Regions from separate parts of the Scylla paramamosain genome. Here region 1 is linked to region 2. Evidence: chromatin contacts called from public Hi-C data. All regions are on one chromosome and are shown on one strand. The core of a region is the stretch at or near the end of the contact, and the rest is flanking DNA. Distances in the headings are between cores, read along the strand shown.

Region 1 (6,814 bases), core at 4,052-6,551, 96 kb after region 2:
CTCATTCATGATGCACCCTCCTCATTAAACCATCACCAGAATCATGAAAACACTCTTGAAAACCGCAATAACTTCCCCCACCAACCCAACTCGTATAACCCGTTGAAAGTTGTCGAGATAAGAGCTAGAAACACTTACGAAGACGATCCCTGGATTCTTTTCATTGGCCCACCTCGATAACCGAACCCAAGACGTAAATCATTGAGTGTTTCCGAGAGCAAATTGGCATGTGAAGCTCTCGAAGTGTTTGGTAGAATGAGGTGCGCGATCACAGGGAGATAGTTCGGTGTGAAAACTTTAAATTTGAGAGTATTTTTTTTATTTTCTATCGTGTGTGTGTTTTCCTTCCTGCTTTTCCCGAACTTTCGTGCCACTGTCTCCTTACGAGGCTCTGTAATAACATAATGAGCGCGTATTGTCCCCCACGTCTCATGCAGTGCCTTTGAGGTTTCACCTTAAAAGTACGTGGGTGGACTGACTGCCTGAATGACTTGACTCTCCCTCTCTCTCTCTCTCTCTCTCTCTCTCTCTCTCTCTCTCTCTCTCTCTCTCTCTCTCTCTCTCTCTCTCTCTCTCTCTCTCAAAAGAAAGAGTAAAGAATATCACACCTCCCTTATAAGAACGCTAGCTTAATCGAGCGAGAAATTGTGGTACACACCGAATTTTTTTAAAGAGAAATTATAAGTATTAGATAAGCAGCTGAAAAAGAGAGAGAGAGAGAGAGAGAGAGAGAGAGAGAGAGAGAGAGAGAGAGAGAGAGAGAGAGAGAGAGAGAGAGAGAGAGACTTACCCTCCTAAAAACATAAAAAGTTTTACAGGTGTGGAGAAAGAAATAATATTGAACAGGAGAAAGATAAAAAGTTAAAATGTACAGGAAAATCATACCCTCTTATCCAGTATCTTATCAAATCACAGAGGAAATAATAAGGTCAGATCTTTATCAACCTCAAGACTCACAGAACAGCGAGAGTCACAAAGAAAGACTCACAGAACACCGAAACTCACGAATTCATTCAAGGCCACGACAGAAAACACTCACAAAACACAAACCAGCAAGACTCAGCAAAGAAACGCTCACTGAACAGGAAGAAAGACCCACAAAACACCAGTGAAAACCTTCCCATCACCACCACCACCACCACCACCACCAGGAGTCACTGATCCATGTTTCCTTCCTCTTTCAACCTGAGAGATTCACCGCTCATTAATCCGCTAATTACTGTAGATAAATAACCCTCTTACCAGTGTCCCTTTCCGCCAGCCCCCACCCCCCAACCCCATCCCTGTCCTTCCTCTCACGTAGGATACCTAGCATACCATACTTACCTGGGCTGATTATAATTCTCCTTCATTTTTCATGGTATAAATGGCCGCGTTTGTGTTTGTCCCCGTTATAACTAGCACGGTATGTATGTGGTTCTTTGGGTTCCTCTTTTTTTCCTAGTCCATTTTATGCCGAAAAGGGAGGATATGAAGGGGAGGAATGAGAGAGAGAGAGAGAGAGAGAGAGAGAGAGAGAGAGAGAGAGAGAGAGAGAGAGAGACAGAGAGAGAGAGTCTTCCTGGCCATGCGGTGTTTTGAAGCAGTGTGAGTAGCAGGTAATCCCTCTGGTGCCTCACAGGTCCTTTGTTGAGTGATTGTCCTCTCTCTCTCTCTCTCTCTCTCTCTCTCTCTCTCTCTCTCTCTCTCTCTCTCTCTCTCTCTCTCTCTCTCTCTCGTAGGACACCCGGTATTGGTGGTGATGAAATAGGACAACAAACATAAGATCTAAGATACTCAACCAGTCAGCCGGCCCTTCTCTCTTTCCTTCTTCCCTCCTCCCCTCCTTCACCGCATCTTGTTCTTATGCCCTCCCCTTTCCTCCCCCTTCCCCTGCCAAACCAGCCACCACCTGAAGACCACCATTCTCTGCCCCTGTTGGGTATAGGCCGCCCAGGTGTGTTCCGTCACTGAGCCCGCGAACAGACCCCACCTTTGAGGAGGCACATGAGTTGCCGAGGGGAGGAGGGGGAGGAGAGGCGTGGAGTAGACTGTTTTGGCGATCTTCAGCAGACATCGGGGTGGTTGGAAGACATCTAGAAGGTGTCTCTGGCTACCACCCAGGATGGTGGTGCCTTAGCAGGCCCTTTATGCCTGACCAGCCGCCTTCCTTCAAGCAGGGTCCCAGGTTCCCAGGCTGCACAAAACCGCCACAATGCCGCGCGAGGGAGAAGGGCCGCACCCAGCTGCCGGCGACCCCGCTCCCGGGCCACCTGGTCGAGACTCCCGGCACCTGGTGGGTCTTGAGGCGCCTCTAGCTATTTGCTGGGAGGGGGTCATGGAGACGAACCGGGACCCCCTGAGGCGGCCCGCATTCCTCAGGGGGCGCCGAGAGGCTCCCTTTGCTTGTAAGGAAGACCAATGATGCGCGTGCATACACGACCTGACCGCCACCTTCAAGTGCTGTTTTTCTCAGTCCTCTCTATGCTGCTCTCGGAAAGCTTGTAAACAACGAAAGGGATCTCAGAGAACATGTGGGCGCCGGCTGGCTGTGACACCTGGAGGAGGTACAGGTCAGGCTGTAAATAACGCGGTGCTGCTCCGAGGTGCTGCCGGAAACCACAGGGACCAAAGTCGTCCATCAGGGAGAGCCTCGCCGCCCCTGCACGGCCGCTGTGGGCCAGGCTTGAAGAGTAATATTTGTGGGGCCTCTCCCCCACTATTAGGCGCCGCGAGAGGCCGTGGGGGATGCATTGATGTGTGTCGATCTTCCCAGCCGAGATGAGATACTCACCGGCCGAGACCTCGTGATCATGGTCATTACTGCGGCGCCCCCCGATGCCCGGCCAACGTGAGGGCAATGCGGCGGCTCGAAAAAGTTGCCCTGGACCCCTCATGCGCATTACCTCTCAACCCCGAGTCCTTCCCCACGCCGCAAGTTTCATGTGATAATACTCCCCTTGTATTGTTCACAGGTGGCGATCTGTGTGGGAAGCGATTTCTCAGGCAGACTGATCTTGTAACAACGTTAGTGCTCAGCAGTTGGGCCTCGGCGGTAAAGTGGTGGGAAGGGTGAGAGGGAGGAGGGGAGTGGAACCTCGTGATGTATAGGCGGGGCAGGCTGAAAGGGGAAGGGGGTAAGGGCAGTCCACTTCCACCCACTCCATCCCTATTATAGCCACTACCTCATAGCGGTGATGGTGGTGATGATAGAGCAGGGAGGAATGTGGCGCGGCGAGGAGAAAGGAAGGCAGGAAGTTTAGTCTTACGTTGAAGGAACCCAGTTACATTTACCTTTGTTGTGAAATGGGTCAATATTTACGAGACATTGAGATGCACCATGCGAGCGGCCGTCAGTCCTCGGCCACAAGACCTGGTGAATGAGGTAAGCACGTCAAGAGATCTTCCTGCCGTTAATGAGGACACGTTGCTTCACCCACGACAGGTATACAAAGATAAGTGCAATCAGCGGAGGTAACGTGGTGTGAGGTGTAAGTGATGAAACTTAATTAGGGGATGTCAGGAATAATGTGTATCAGATAGGAGAGCGAGGACGTCTCGACCTAATGAGGCGTTCGGTGATGGCGATATGATAAGAGCTTGTATCATCTCTAATTTGACATGACTTGACGGCTTGATGCAGAACCCGGAACGTACTCAGCGAGAGAGAGAGAGAGAGAGAGAGAGAGAGAGAGAGAGAGAGAGAGAGAGAGAGAATCCCCTCATCTACCCTCACACCTGTGATGCGTCACGTCCCTCCAGCACATGGCCTCCCCGCTCCATGCATATTTATATATTTGGAGACCGAATAAGCGTGGCTGCGCCCCACCTGCGTTTGGCTTTGCATTATTCATTCATAGCTTTCCCCGGAGGCATTGGCTCATTATGCTAATTAACACCTGGGCGAGAAGTCAGGTGTCAGGTGATCTTCCTCTCGAATCCTCCCCTGCGGCAGACTGGTCCTGGGGCGATAAAACACCTGCAACAGTGCCCCAGGGTGCGCCGCCAGGACAGCGACGCTCGCAGCCTGGCAGGTGTGCAGCAGCGTGGCCAACCATGAGCCGTCGTGTGATGTGACTTCTAATGACTTAAGGCACGTTGCAAACTCGTCGATTCTTGCCATTACCCCCTCAGAGTCACGCATTCTTTTCATTTCATTCTGTGTCCAACCCTTCAAATGTCGGATCAATGAAAGGAATACATATACAAAAGATGTTTATTTTCATAAAAACGTATACTTTATGTATGTATAAGAACATAAGTCTCGAAGTCACGAGACTGCAAAGGGCGGTGCTACGGTGGCGGAGAACTGCAGGAGACTCTGCGCCCCGCCCCTCCCCAGCGATGCCCACACCCAAAGTTGTAGCTCCCTGGTGCCCCGATGCTGAGGTGTCCATGCTGCCAGGGCCGCGACCCTAGCAACTCCACATGGCTAAGAGTCCACCATGGGCCAGAGTTGGCGCGCGTCAGCCGTAGAGTTGAGGACTAACACGAGACACGAGGAGCTGCAGCCGAGCTTCTGTAGGCCAGCTGGTCCTCTGCGTTGAAGCTTCATGCTCACGCTGCCTGGGAAAGATAGGAAAAGAACATAAATACTTTTGTTTTTCACAAGTGAGTATTACCTTATGGGTGATGAAATATGGACTTCGAAATGTTATGCTGAATATCACATGCTCATCAATCAGATCATAACATGAATCCTGTGACTGGCGTGAGGTCAAACTTACCTATAGGGCTGGTGGGAGATGTGGACGGTGTGGGGCAGTGGTGGGAGGCGAGCGGGGTCAGGTCACCTATCAGGGGACGACAGGCAATTAGTAGCGCCTCATGTCAGCGTCTTGGTCACATCCCTCCGTCAGCAGTTCCTCACTACCCTGGCGCCCTGACTGTCTCTGGACGCGTCGTCGTCGCCTTTCGAGCCATGGCGACCTTAGGCGACGAACTCCACGTCCCTTCTCAGGAACTCTCCACGCACTCCATCTCCTCCTCAGAGGACGAGTCCTCCTCACAGGAGCTGAGGGCGTCCTCCAAATCGTAGATGTAGTCGATGACAGACTGAATCAGCTCCAGCTTGGTGACAGGTCGATCTTTGGGGCAGAACGGCACCAGGTGCTGCAGCCGCTCCATATACATGAGCACTTCGGCGCCCTCGGTCTTGGGTGGCGCCTTGTGCACTTTGCCGTCCATCACCCCCATGACGGCCTGAACGGGGGACACACAGCGCTGAGCCCGCATCTTCATTCACTCGGCTTGAGTAACACAACAAAGGAAACCAGAGGGTTCTGTCCTCTCACAGAGTGTAGGGAAAATTGTGCAGACTCGCCGGATGCTCCGCTATTTATGGAGCGAGGCAGTGAGGCTCCTCCCACCGTCAGTCCCGCAGCCAGTCGGAAGCGGCCCAGCCGGGTGTCGTCCGGTTGCCAAGACCAGTTTACATCACATTAATTGTGCGTCTCCTCGTCGTTATTGTTTCTGCTGATAAATCAGATGTTTGACGTCTCAAGGTCACTCAAGTACATACACGTTGCTCAAAGCAATTACAGAGGCGGCGAGCAGGAATGATGGCGTAAGGGCGCGCGGCGCGGCATCGGCAGGAACCTGGGAATGCAGCTGGCGGGCGGCGGACGGGCGGGTGACGTCGGCGGCCGCGTCAATACCGGTGGCCGGGCTGTCGCACATCTGGCCTCGTGTGTCCCATCTTGGCCAGGTTCCCACGGGCTCGTATAGTACAGCTTTGACCTGACCTGACCTTGTCCCCTGTTGGTGACCCGTGACGGCCACGCCCACAAGCCCACCAGGCAGCAGGAAGACGACCACAACTTCCTGCAATGGAGTCCTGCCGCCGCCAGGAGGATGACGGGGTAAGTGGATGGCGAACGGTAAACACGAATTATCCTGTGAACTCATTTTCCCTTGGCAGATGTGGGGAACATGTTGCAATATCCTTTGAGATGGTAGAATGAAGAGGGTGAGACGTGTAACGAACACATCACACGAGGGGCAGCTGGCTTCCTCCCCTCCCAGCCCTCCTCTCTCTCTCTCTCTCTCTCTCTCTCTCTCTCTCTCTCTCTCTCTCTCTCTCTCTCTCTCTCTCTCTCTCTCTCTCTCTCTTCCCGACCTTCCCCGTCCACCGTTGGTTGCCCTCATCATCCTCACGCCCAACACCTGCCTCCCCCCTTCACATCCCTCTATACAGCTGGTACACACTCCTACATACGCCTCCCGATACCTCTCTCTCTCTCTCTCTCTCTCTCTCTCTCTCTCTCTCTCTCTCTCTCTCTCTCTCTCTCTCTCTCTCTCTCTCTCTCCTCTCCTCTCCCCTCGTTCCTCCCTCGTCACTCCCATCAGTGAGAGAAGAGAAGGAACGGAAACTCGCTATTAACGCAAATTTGGCAAGTGTCTCTCTCTCTCTCTCTCTCTCTCTCTCTCTCTCTCTCTCTCTCTCTCTCTCTCTCTCTCTCTCTCTCTCTCTCTCTCTCCATCCCTCACCCACCCTTCCTTCCTCCCGCCCTCCTTCAATCCCACTCCCACACCCTCCCACCGCAAATTGTAACTTTTACCCACGGTGATAACACGCTCAGCTTCGCGACAGATGTTACTTTGTGATAACAGTTTTCCCTCCCGCCGCTGCTGCATTAACAAACTCAGCCAATCGGGTCGCGTAACCATTGGGATTACACTGTCGCCGCTGTTGTTTTCACTCCCAATTAAGGGATCGTAGGATGGAGGCGCAGGATGTTTGGGATTGTTCTTGCTGCTGGTACTGCTGGTTGGTGATGCTTCTGCCTCTGTGTTTGCTGCTGATATTGCTCTTAGGTATATCAGCTTCACTTTT
Region 2 (7,689 bases), core at 2,221-4,720:
GGTGAGCGGTGACGGGCCGTGCTTCCCTCGCTGAACTGTTAACGAGGTGCAGTTTGTTTACCGTGAATGTTGACGATCCGGTAATCATGGGAATAAGAGCTATTTTTTTTCTTTCTCTCTCTTTCTCTTTCTCTCTCCCTTGCCACCGTCAGAAATTGTAAAGTTGAAAATGACTGCCTTGCTTTTGTATTTCATTTTCTTTTCTGTCTCGTTGATGGAGTGTGACAGGGAGGTGATAAAGAGAGTTATGATTTCTTGTTTTTTTTTCTTTTTTTTTTTTTGTATATATATTGTTGCTTTCTCCTTCGTTTCTCTTCCTAGTATGGTACTGTGTGTGTGTGTGTGTGTGTGTGTGTTTCTTTTCGGTCGACTGTATGTATCTCTTTCTGTCTATTTGTCACTGTCTCCATCTGTCTGTTTGTCTCTCTACATTCTGTTTAATTCCACGTCTTTGTCACTTATGCGTCTGCCTGTCTGGTTGTTTGTAATCCTGTCATTCCTTCTGTCTGGTGAGTCTCTCTCTCTCTCTCTCTCTCTCTCTCTCTCTCTCTCTCTCTCTCTCTCTCTCTCTCTCTCTCTCTTACACACCGAAAAAAAAAGCCCTGACGGAGTAGCAGGTGTGTCTGTGTATGTTTTTCTTCTCCTGGTCATGTTTTATTTTCTTTAGATATGACGAATCGTACACCGAATACCATGTGTGTGTGTGTGTGTGTGTGTGTGTGTGTGTGTGTGCTAGCATGATCTTTAGCATACAGTGTCTGGATTCAGTTTTTAAAGGGTGAGGTCACTGCTACAGACATGAAATGCAAACACACACACACACACACACACACACACACACACACACACACACATATATCTGTGAGGGATCAAGGAGACTTCATCTTGGCCTCGTCACTTGCATATAACCGAGTGAAGCTTGTACCCTCCACCTTCCACTCCACCCACCACCCACATATTCGCTCCTCCCCTTCCCCTGCCCCTCCACCTTCCCCCTGCCCGGTCCCTCCACAAGCCTGCAGGTGTGGTGTGAGTCAGCTGAGCGTCGCCTCCGCGCTGCAACAAGTCTCCCATGTGACTCAAGTTCTCCCAAATAATCTTAAATGACGGAGTGGAAGTCAGAAAAAGAGGAGGTCGTGTCGTATGTGTAAACAGGGCCAGCGTCTCCCCAGCTCCTGTAGCACCTGCTGGAGCCTTTCAGTGGCCGACGGTAAAAGGAAAATAAATAATGTAAAGAGACTCCCTGCGTATGAGACTTAGGGCCAGGTTTTTGCCGTGCGGGGTCAAAGGTCACGGTAAGATATTCGGTGCGAGGGTCCGTGCGTGCTGCCGACCCTACTCACTCCCTGCTTACTCCCTGCCTGCCTGCTCTCCACTCCTCTCTTCCCGCCATGGTAGCAGCTTCCTTCACCCCCTGTTTTCCCTCCCTGCATTCCTCGCTGTGTTTTGCTGCGCCACATCCTCCTCTTGTATCGACTTCTATGCTACATCCTCCCGTCCTTCCCATCGCCTTCCTGTGCCTCGTATTGCCTTCCCCACTTCCTTTCTCATGTGCTCCTCCTCGGCGTCCATGGCCGTTCGTCTTTCTCTTCCTCCTTGTTTTTCGTTGTCGTCGTCTTCATTTTTGCGCTCATCCATGTCTTCCTCGTCTTCTTACTACTCATTTTTCTCCTCCTCCTCCTCCTCCTCCTCTTCCTCCTCCTCCTCCTCCTCCTCCTCCTTCCACCTCTTATCTGATGCTAATCGACGCCGCTCGAAGCTCGTAAATTATACAGGAGTTGTGGGATAAATCAGACTTCCTCAGGGTAGGCGGTGCGTCCGTGTTATGACCTTCGTGGGGTGACCGTCGTTGCCGCCTCCAGACGCCTCTAACTATGCCGCCGCCTCCACCGTGCTGTTGCCGCCAGTCCGCCCACCCTCGCTCGGCAAAAACCCCGACAGACACGCACACCCCAAAAAGAAACATTCACTGCATCGCTTTGCCTTCCCACACCCCAGAGTTACTTATCTAGAAACCCTTCCTTGTCCACGCCATTGTGCTGTCAGGGAGAGGCCCAAGGAGTCCTGATTCCCACACTCCACCAACCACTGTCTGCCTTCGCGCCACGTGACTTCATATCCCTGAGTCCTGCATGACGGAGGGACAAAGGGGGTAGAGGAAGCAAGTCTCGTGGCCTTACCAGGTTGATCCATATAATTACTCACGTCAGGGGTGTGGCTCCCAGGCGGGGTATCTGGTCTGCCGCTCACGTACACACCTGGCTGGCTGGCGGCGGCAGGACACGTGGCCACATAAATACGTAAACAGTCCTGACGTGTGAAAATATAGCGAAAGTTTATAGCCTCACCTGATTCTCCTTCACTATCCTGACCTCCACCCCCAACCACCTACCTCCAACACACACACACACACACACACACACTATAACCACATCACTCAACGGTCTTTTTCCTTTCAAAACAAATCGTCATTTATCATGATGAAGGTGAGTTCCCACGAGTCGTGTCATTACCTGCCTTTCGCAGGTGTTCCTCCACGCCAGGTGATGTCGCCGTCCGTCTGAAGCGCAGGGGAAACGTAAGTAATTGGTCGTTTCATTCATTGGTTCTAACAGGTTTATTGCAGCTTGTAAATATTAGATTATCGTGGTTCCAAGGGAGAGAGTGAGGTTTACGAGCTTGAGGAAGAGGCGGCGGTGTGTGCAAAGGGCGACGGGAGGTTATCAGTAGAGTACACAGGTGTGGCGTGAGATAAAAAGTTAATTAAGGAAGGTATATCAAGCGATTCAATACCTCTCTCTCAAAATGTTTACTTCTGTGTGATACATTTCGTGGAATTTGATGGATTTGGATTTGTAGGGTCAGTGAGACACACACACACACACACACACACACACACACACACACACACACACACACACACACACACACACCCTCGCACACACGCCTTGTCTCTCCATTCAGTTGAGTCAGATTGTGTGTTTCTTGTCTCTTTATTCCACCAGTGCTTACTTTGTCTTCCTGTCACTGCCTTGGCGCCACGACCCCCCCCACCACACTAGTCTTCTCCCACCGTCCACCCACTCCATCTCCCCGCCACGCCCTCACACACTCTCACACACACACACACACACACACACACACACACACACACACACACACACACACACACACACACACACTCAGTACCTAAAAATAAACACACTCGTCTATTTTCACTCTCTTGACTTTCTTTCCTTACCTTCGTGTTGTATTTCTACTCTCCCTTCCGCGCTAATAAGAGAAAAACAAGTAGAAAATATTAATCCCTCACTGGTATTCAAGATAGCAAGAGACACACGTCCCGGTTCAAGTCAAATAGGACAGACAGTAGAGGCGGTGTGGGTCTCCCGGAAGTCGAGTCTTGCCCGCCCTTGCACGTGTGGCACTCAGGCAGACGTCGCCGCCGCCAGGACGGGTAGGGAGGGTAGTGGTGGTGGTGGTGGTGATGGGAGAGACTGGTTAAGGAAAGAAGGGTAAGGAGTAAGGGGATGAAGAAGGAGGGTGGGAGTGTAACTGTGTGTATGAGTATAAAGAAAAAAGAGAGAGAGAGAGAGAGAGAGAGAGAGAGAGAGAGAGAGAGAGAGAGAGAGAGAGAGATTCCGTAACTGTATAGACTCTTCATCCTCCTCTCCATATACATTTTCCCTCCCTCTCAAGCTGCTTCCTCCTCCTCCTCCTCTTCCTCCTCCTCCTCCTTCTCCTCCTCTCTTGCTTCCTCTTCCTGCTCCTTCTCTACCTCGTTTAGTTTGTCAAGTAAATGCAGGTGATGGCATTGAAGATCTTGTAGGTGACGGTGATGCCAAAATGAGCCCTGTGTGTGTGTGTGTGTGTGTGTGTGTGTGTGTTTATGCTCCTGCAGGTGCGTGAGCTCATTAATGATGGTGTGTGTACTGAGGTCATCCAGGTGTGTGTGTGTGTGAGGTGAAATATTGAATTAAAAGTGGGGTATGAAGGAAAAACGATAAACAAATGCATCAGGTAGTGTAAACAGTCTCTCAAGGGTCAACATATTTGCTGCTGTGTGTTCTTTCCTCGTATTCTTTTGCGTTCCTAGTAGTTGCCTGGCTTTGTTTTCTAGAATTCCACCTGGTCACTTCGTCTAGACCAATAATTTACTTCAGATATTTCCTTCTTCGTCCTACTCCGCCTCCTCCTTTTCCTTCTCTGTTGTTCTCTCCAATTCCTCTTAATCCTCTTTTTTTCCTCATCTCCCATCCTTCGTTTTTCTTCTCTTGTTTACCTTACCCCATCTTATCCTTGCCAGCTTTACTCTATCTTATTCTTTCCTTCTCTTCCCTCCCCTTTTCCTTTCCGTCCCTTCTCTTCTTTTCCTTACCCTTCCCTTCCTTACCATCCCCTTCCCTTCCCTTCCCTTCCTTTCCCTTCCCTTCCCTTCCCTTTCCTCTCCTCCCCTGTCCTCTCCTGCCCCTCATCCCGGCAGCAGGACAGGCAGGTCAGCGAGAAGGCCAGACACCCGGACCTGTTCTGCGATCACTTGGGTTTCAACACCACCATGCAATCCCCAAGGGTAGTATCTGTTGCCCATCCTGTTCTTGCACCTTACTGCCCACTGCCGTTCCGTTAAGAGAGAGTTAAACTACGAATAGAAAAAATAATCGAGCTTGTAAAAAAAAAAAAGTATTTCACCATATCGCCACCAAGCCACTTCACAACTCACCACAGAAAGAGCCGCAGAAAGTCACGTGTTTCCTTCGTCACCGCTAACAATCACACTGCTATAAGGCTCCAGTTCCCCTACCCCTCAACCCCGACTGCCTTTCCCGTAGCGATCACGGCCTTATCAGAGCTCGAGTGGGGTTAGCATGAGTGGCAGCGACGTATCGAGCTTTCACCAGGTAGCTTACGGACACCTGGACTGGATGACACACCTGAGTGGCATACGATGTCTCGCAATACCTGTTCCGACTAATAGGGGCAGCTACCTGTGATCCCACCTGGCTATCGGTTGATTGGCAGTCACTAAAAAGCCACGGTTCTAGTTTTACCATTTCTAGTAAGTACTCACATCTGGTTCCTCTCGTGGATGTGATGGTGATAGTGATGGTAGTTGTTGATTTGTTAGTTGTGGTGGTGATGTTGTAATGTAGGTGCCACGCTTTTGATTTTGCTGTTTCTGCATTATAGTATTCCCCGCAGCCCCTCTCGTGGTGCTGTTTGTGATAGAGGTAGTAGTCGTTATTATGATGGCGGTGGTTGTGGTGGTGATGTTAATGTTGGTGCCATCAACTTAATGATTTGCTTTCTTTCTCATGGCTACCTTCTGCCCTTATTTGCTTTTTCTCCTCCTCCTCCTCCTCTTCCTCCTCCTAGTCTCCCTCTTGCATTGCACCCACAGCCTCATCTCCATCCTCATCAACATAAGCATCACCACCCCACCGCCACCACCGCCGTCACCACCACCACTTAACAACGCCACCCCAGCGAGGGCGTGTGTTGGGTGTATGTATGAGAGGGCGCGGCGTGCACACCTCGGCGTGGGGGCGTAGGAGTGGGTGAGGGGGAGGGAGACCACATGGTTACCTTTACCACACCTGGCCAGCCTAGCGAGGACGGAAGGAGGGGGGTTAGAGGAGAGATACCGAGGCCCAGGTGATAGAGAGAGAGAGAGAGAGAGAGAGAGAGAGAGAGAGAGAGAGAGAGAGTGGGAATGCAGATAAAGAGGGAAGGGAAACCTAATCAGGTCGGTGACACACAGTATGTAATGGACAAAGCGGCTGGTGGTCAGGACGAGCGGGGCGAGATGGGTGTGTGGCAGTGACGGAGCAAGGCAATTTAGCAGGCAAGCAGGGAGGCAGCAGGGGGCGGGCAGCAGGCGGCAGGTGGGCTCATAATGTCTGAAATCACCACAAATCACCCCTGCTTCCGGCTACGTCGTGAGAAACAGCGACGAGAAGAAAGTTGCATGTATACGTAGTGGAGACGGGGAGTCCAATTCGTGTGAACCGTGCAATACTTAGCCCGGTGACAACCTCACGTCGCCTCCTTCAGCAGCACACGGGACACAGACTAGTGGCGCCCGTGATAAGCCGCGACGCCACACAAACATTCCTTTGGGGACGCGCCACAGTCTTCGTTAGGAGAGGGCGAAGAGAGAAAAACAAGGAAAAAAAAAGAAAAAAGAGAGGGGAGCTTGTGAGGAGGTGGGGCTCTGACAAGGGCCTTGGTCATCCCCGCGCCTGGTGGGTGAGTGTGACTGTGGGGGCCGCCGGTGACGTCACGCCCCCGTCCGTCGGCCACACAGGTGCAGCCCCGCCGCGCTGTCGCCGCCACACAACCCGCAGCTGAGGCAAACAATCTACCCGCTGCCTCACTCCCGCTCGTCTCATATTGCTTCGTCCACCGCCGACCCGCCGCCGCCGCCGCCGCCCTCACCCACCCGCGCTCCCTGTGATAACACGAGGAACATCTTCAGTGTCGGCTAAATATAATCGTCTCTGTAAATACGATGTGGATGATTCACGTATACGTTGCTCGTAACTCCTACTACTATTCTCGCCCTTTCCTCGCCGCCCTCCCGGTCTGCCTCCCTCCTTCGCGGCCAGGCACCACGCAAGGCACTATTTCTGCCCGCGGACACGTCGTGGATCTGCGGCGAGCGTATCCCTGCGACACTCCCCACCCCCAGCGGCGTCCTCCGATAACCCTCACCCTTTAGAGCGAACAGCTCCACAAAGCATCGCTCTATTGCGCTTCAGTGGCTGAGGAACACTTGCCTTATCGCGCTCCTTCACCCCCCTCCAGTGCTAAGGGGGAGGGAATGCTTGATGGGAGGGGGAGAGTGGGAGACAGGCGGGGGCGGGTTTGGTCAGGCTGAGTGGTGGGTGTGTTAGGGCGTGGGTTGCCAGCTGCTGGGCCACCCATTATCACGGGTTCAGTAGTGGGCAGATTGGCAGCAAGATTCACTGATAAACTCCGCCGACATTTGTTTCACATGGTCACGGAACACGAGAGGGAAAGTGGATGGCATCTTTTTCCATACACAGAGCAAAGATGACGAGATATTATGTTTATTATGTATTTGTGTTATGGTTGTTTGTTTGTATGCATGTATTCATTTATGTGTGCTGCGCCACTATTAAATATATGTACGTATTTCCTATGACGTCAGCATGAAATAATTCCATGAAAATAAATGAATATGTATGACTGTGTTGTGTATGTAGTGCGCCAGTCAGGGTATCTGTTATCGGTGTGTGTGTGTGTGTGTGTGTGTAGGTTGACAAGCCAGACCTTATTACGCCCCTTTTCCCCATTACCATTTGACGTTTGTTTATCACCACCTGTGGCACGTATTGTTTCCAGTAAGGCTGTTTGTGCTGTTGTTTTTATTACCGTGATTTCATTGAACTCATTAATAACATCATTGTTAATTAATCTCGTAAAATGTACTGGCATTCGTTTTTCAGTCACTCGAATTGCTAGAAAATACACACACACACACACACACACACACACACACACACACACACACACACACACACATACATACCCCACAAACACACACACATACACACACACACACACACACACACACACACACACACACACACCTGGCCCTGTGAGTCACACAAGTGCCACCTGGCGTCCCTAGCTTGTTCAGAATAGATAATGAACAAGGGAGTGATG

What was found. A called contact is a pair of places that touch in the nucleus more often than the background predicts.
Region 1: a contact with region 2 is called in a Hi-C map of muscle, with 3 times the contacts expected there. The contact joins the promoter of LOC135105950 here to the enhancer-like site in region 2. A contact is called at or near these places in 2 of 2 Hi-C or Micro-C datasets (muscle and testis).

Annotation. Positions count from the first base shown.
Region 1 is chr12:25,710,507-25,717,320 of ASM3559412v1, forward strand. It overlaps LOC135105950 (protein extra-macrochaetae-like), which reads right to left and starts at 5,302. Exons shown (of 2, transcript XM_064014686.1): 1 at 4,707-5,302; 2 at 4,182-4,545. The coding sequence starts at 5,220. The coding sequence ends at 4,936. All of the region lies in intron 1 of LOC135105947 (D-ribitol-5-phosphate cytidylyltransferase-like), which reads left to right.
Region 2 is chr12:25,615,996-25,623,684 of ASM3559412v1, forward strand. No RefSeq gene overlaps it. Among protein-coding and RNA genes, the nearest start is that of LOC135105946, 59 kb to the left of the region's middle. Within about 2 kb of position 3,471, the one cell type or tissue checked has an H3K27ac peak away from gene starts, as active enhancers do.